2 separate regions of the Gossypium arboreum genome follow, and region 1 is linked to region 2. The links are chromatin contacts, called in public Hi-C maps. All regions are on one chromosome and are shown on one strand. The core of a region is the stretch at or near the end of the contact, and the rest is flanking DNA. Distances in the headings are between cores, read along the strand shown. Region 1 holds the start of LOC108459744 (transcription factor bHLH162-like). Region 2 has its middle 4.1 kb from the start of LOC128291689.

Region 1 (2,700 bases), core at 52-2,551, 40 kb after region 2:
GCTTTATTAATGGAAAATGGCTGACAAAGATACATGCACTATCAATACTACATCAACTGACCAAGGAAAACAAAGACAATATCATTGCATCCATTGTAAGTTTCACGATCTATATTACACAGTCAGGAACAAAATTTTGATGCAGCAGCAGCCACAGCAGCAGGCAGCCGAGCTAGCTAGCTATACAGTTATAACGAGAACATTAATGCTGCTCCTTCCTTGCTATCTAATTCACTGCTACAATCCCTTTTGTTCTCTTAATTTTTAATTAAGCTTGGGATTTTATTGCCTAACGATAAGAAGTTTTCCAATTTCATGGCATGTACGTGGATCCTAACATGATTGGGAAATCCCAGGTTTCGGGATAGATTTCATAGTTCAAATCCCACGTTTCAGGATGGATTTGGTAGTCCCATAACTCTTGTTGAAGTTCCTCTTCGCAGCTGGATCCTTTCACTAACTTGTTCAGTTTATCCTTTATTATTTGTGCTCCAACAAATGCTCCAATCTGTGATCAAACAAATTGATCAGAGTAATTTCTTATTTGGCCGAACAAGAAGATAGATGTGGATAAATTACCTCAGCATGAACAATGTGGAAAACTGTATTCCCTAGGATAGAGAAGCTGGCGTTTAGTACTTGAGCTCCATGTTGATGAAGTATGTAAATCATCTCATAAAACATGAACTGACTGTCTTTCCCAGTCGTTAAAACCACTTCCATGGCTGACCCATTTTCGTTCATCTTAATTTCAGGAGATTTCGACCTTGCTGTGGTTTCACTTGTGATGGTATCGGCACATGTATAAGATCTCTTTCTTCTCATTAAGCTTTCCTTTTTCTCTCTGGATTCGTTCATCCTTGTCTTCAAACTCGTTATGTAGTTCACAGCTTCATCTATTTGATCAGGAAGTGACAATAGCTCCTACAAACATGAAAAAACAAAACAAAAATGACAAACCCCACATGCAAATTCAATAATTCTGACAAAACACAGCCATTAAAAACAAACAGACCTTGGAATTACGATGGGGAAGTAAAGAATTGAGGCTGGCATACAAATTCTTCATATGATTTCTCCTGTTCTTCTCTATGATCTTCCTCTCGATCTTAGCTGAAGAACAACGAGCCCTCTGCTTCTCAATTTGCTTGTCCACGGCTAAGTATTCCATTTGAAGTTCCATTGGTGAAGATGCGTTAAGGTGTTGTCGTGTTGGTTTATATAACCCACCGGAAACAGCTTGTGGCTAAAAAAATCAAAAGGGAGTGGAAAAAGGAAAATAAAGTGGAAAACGCCGAAACTTCAATGAGGGAGTAAAAAGGGATTACGGTTGGAATATGATGGAAGGAATAGTTGAATAAATGAGAACACGTAGACGTCGTCATTTATGTTACGTCACCCTCAGTCATAAGCATATTGGTGCATGCTAAATATCTTCAAAATATAAAATTAATGGGCTAAAAATATTTTCCTTTTTGTTCATAACCAAATTTCTATTTATTTTACCACTGCATTTTTTATATATTCAGAATTAAATTGGTAATGGAACTTTAATCCTAGGGGCACACATCCCTATCTTTTTCTTCTCTTTTTTCTAACCTTCCCCGGAAACAGCTGTTTTTCTTGATTTTATTCTGCCACCCTTTTACATTTAGATATGTCTATTTCGGTATTTACTTTCGTCCGTAATTAGGTTTTTCCTTTTCCTTTTTATTTACCTCACATTACATTTTAATTTTTTATGTTTAAAATATTACATTTTAATCACTTACATTATCATTATTTTATAAAGTGACTACTTTATCGTTAAACTCCGTTACCTCCTTAACGATAGTCTTGCGTGACAGTCCAATTGAGTTTTAAATATCAACTTGAATGTCTAGTTGTTGTGATGAAAATAGGTTTTTAATTAAATAAATTTAATTTGAAATGCCACGTAGGACATCTAAGATGGCATTTTAAAACCCATTTGGACTGCCACGTAAGACCAGCATTAGGGAGGTAACGGAGCTTAACGGTAGAGTGATCACTTTGTAACAAAACAATAACGTAAGTTACTAAAACATAACATTTCAAACATAAGTGACTAAAATGTAATCTAAGACAAACAAAAGTGATTTTTTTTTTATAGTTTACCCTTTCTTTTAATTTTTATTTGTATTTTTAATTTTAACAAATCCCTCTGGGAAAAGAAATTGGAGCATTTCTAAGTTGGTGAGTAATTTGAATAGAGACTTTAGTAACTCAAATTATTTTTTCAAATTTCACCTAGAGAGGTGGTTTTTCAAAAAAAAAATATTTTATTTTATTTGATACACATGGTCCCTTATAAGATAAATACTAAAACTTCAAAAATCATTGATGTGTTCTCGTAATCGGTTGAACAATTATAGAATCACAGAAGTGGCCCGATCGTCTAATTTAGGTTAAAAGGATAGAAAATAATAGAAAAATATGGATAAAATAAGATAGATAGATAAAGTAAGGACCTCGACCCAATAACTATGTTTAGAAAAGAACCATAGGTATAGAAGACTTCGACCCATTTTTTATGAAACAAGTTAAAGAACCGAAAGTATCAAGAAGAAACCTCGACCCGTTACCTATCCAGAGGTAAGAACCAAAGGTAAAATTGTGATTGTCACACTCTAGAAAAGAAAGAAGGGGAATGATAAGATTGGAAAGGCGAATGCCACAAGA
Region 2 (2,700 bases), core at 74-2,573:
TTTTTTATACATTAATCATATTTAAAATTAAATTTCATATCAATAATAAAAATTCTATCAGAAACAAATTAAAAATCCCTGGCGGGGCTTAATCCTAGTATATTTTATTACAAATTACAAAGAAGGAATTGCATGTTCTGTGTCAAGAATTTGTGTCCCTAGTTTAAGACTTGTTTACAATAATTGTAGTTTCATTTCTAACTCTAGTATATCTTGTTGCAGGTTGTTATTTCGGTTCTTATGAAGGATTGCCAATGGCAACCTTTTTAGTTTCAAAAGGTGAAGACTCAATCAATGAATGTTAAGAGTATTGTATATTCCAGAGATTGAGTTAGTTAGCCTAGCTGTTAGCTTAGCCCTCTGTGCTATTAGTCTGTTACTCAATTAGTTAGATTGTTAGCCATAGCAGTTACCATAGTGTTCTATAAATACTATCTCTATAATGTTCGTGAAAGGTAGTCAAAATACAAAGATTTCTTTCAAATACTCAATGTATTCTTTCAATAATTAGCAACATTTTTCATTCCTTCATTCTATCTGTTCTTTTAGTCGAGTGATTCACCTTAGGTGCTAACATGGTATCAGTTGCCTAAAAGGTTCTAGAGACCTACCTCAATGACCACCGCCGCTTTTACCGATTCAGCTACCGTTGATCCTGGATGTCCAGTGTTTACTGGTACTCGACGCATCTAGTCATTTCCTTGCTATGAGACAATTAAGTTGGATGAAGGCACGTTTTTCAGTGGCAGCAACACATTCGGTTGATTTCTAGGGTTATGAGCTGACCGGTTTCTTGGATGGCACTTTGTCGATTCTACCGCGTTTTGTGCAGTCTCTGGAAGGGTCATTCGTTCCAAATCCAGATGCATCGGCCTTTGTTTAACAGGACATCTTATTAGCTTCATGGTTACTTTCCACGATTAACCCCTCCATTTTATCTTCTTTTCCAGAAGCACGATCCGCATGTGATGTGTGGACCACCGCCACTCGTCTTTTTGCTCCACTCACCAGTGTAAAGCTTGCCCGTATTCGTTACGATTTGTTTTTTCTCAAGAAAGGCAGTCTCTCGGTCAAAGAGGTCGTGGCCAAGATCCAGAATATGAGTGCCTTGATAGCGGCTTCTGGTTCGCGCATCTTCGAAGAAGAGAAGGTCGAGACTCTGCTTGTAGGCTTAACTCCTGAGTTTGATGTTGTTATTACTCTCGTTTCGCTCTCATCTTAGCCTTTGCGGTTTCAACGCCTTGTTGATGTGCTCCTTGAGTACGAGAATCGTCAGACGCGTCTGATTCAGGAGATACCTCTTCATGCCAACCTCTTGGAGACTGTTCTATCGCCGTTCATAGGGGCTCTATTCGTGGTGCTCGTCCCCCATCTAGAAGCCGCGGACGAGGGTTTTGATCCAGAGTTTAGTGCCAGATTTGCGAACGGTTAGGGCACCTCGCTCAACGATGTTTCTACCACTACAATCGTGACTACGAAGGACTGTCATCAGGTGTTCGGGCATCGTCTCTAGTAGATCATCATGGTCCGTTGCTTGTTTATGGTGGACTTCAAGGTACAAATTCAGCCGAACCACCGCCTTATTATTCGGGAGGAAATTTCCACCCTTACGCGTCTGTATCTAGAAATATTAGGGATTATAATCCCTTAGTGCAGAGAACTGATGATGGTCTGTGTGGTGGGGCCCCTGATGGGTGTTTATTTTGACCGTGCACCTATGCGCTTTCATAATATAGGTTCTAGGCTGATTGGGCTTGTTGAATATAATGACCATAGGCCGATTACTCATGGTCACTCTAGGTTGATTGGGCCTGTTGGGCTTCATGGCCAATGCAGCATGACCCTAGTCCAGATTTTGGGGGTGTCTCACCTTCCTTTGGGCCACATGCTCCCACTCTGCCAAATTGGTCTGTATTGAATTGTGTAGAGCTTGGTGTTCCTCCTGATCATGACCGTAATCGTGGAGGTCCAAGTAGTGATGTTGTTGGCCCATGTATTCCTTGGCAGACTAAGCCTCGAGCTCATGTTTACACTGGGTCTGACTCCTGTATTGGTCTTCTTCGTATACCTGATTTGCATGCGTCTGATGTTTCTACCTTCACTGGGTCTCATATTAATGCTACTCAATACGGCTCCAACTGTGATGGCACTGACTCTTACATCCCTATGCCAGTTGGCAATACATCCTGGTATCCCGACTTGGGTGCTTCACACCATGTATGTCGCGATGCCTCTACGTTGCATGACTCCACTCTTTATTCAGGTTGTAATAGGCCATTTTTTGTCCAGGCCCAAACCAAACCAAATAAAAATAAAAATTACAAGTCTATTTAAAAAAAACCCTAAGCCCAAATTACAAGCCCACAATCTAAACTAAGTTTTAATAAAGTAAAAAAAACCCTAGCCTCCAGCGTCCTTGCCCTCCACGTGAATAGGCACGTCGCCTGAGGCCTGATGGGCCTTTGTCGCGGTTTCACCAAAATGGCAAGGGCATGCTTTTTGCCACCGTCACCAACTACTACCTACAAAGAAAAAATAGAAAAGACAGGGACAATAGATGCAAACCCAAGAATAGTGACAAAATAAAAATATATGTATTTTAAACAAGTGTAAAATGGATATAAAAGCCAGAGAATAGATTGTATTAAAAAAAAAGATCGGAATCAAATACAAACACACAAAAAAGCGTGGTTCTTTTGT

Evidence for each region. Hi-C and Micro-C count contacts between places; a contact is called where the count stands out from the background.
Region 1: a Hi-C map of leaf shows a contact between it and region 2, with 2.3 times the contacts expected there. The contact joins the promoter of LOC108459744 here to the enhancer-like site in region 2. A contact is called at or near these places in 2 of 5 Hi-C or Micro-C datasets (both in leaf).

Annotation. Positions count from the first base shown.
Region 1 is chr4:114,652,353-114,655,052 of ASM2569848v2, forward strand. It overlaps LOC108459744 (transcription factor bHLH162-like), which reads right to left and starts at 1,302. Exons shown (of 3, transcript XM_017759149.2): 1 at 1,016-1,302; 2 at 580-924; 3 at 1-508. The coding sequence starts at 1,183. The coding sequence ends at 314.
Region 2 is chr4:114,612,713-114,615,412 of ASM2569848v2, forward strand. No RefSeq gene overlaps it. Among protein-coding and RNA genes, the nearest start is that of LOC128291689, 4.1 kb to the right of the region's middle. Within about 2 kb of position 1,324, at least 2 of the 2 cell types and tissues checked have an H3K27ac peak or open chromatin away from gene starts, as enhancers often do. A contact at or near this core is called in leaf, where this site is marked.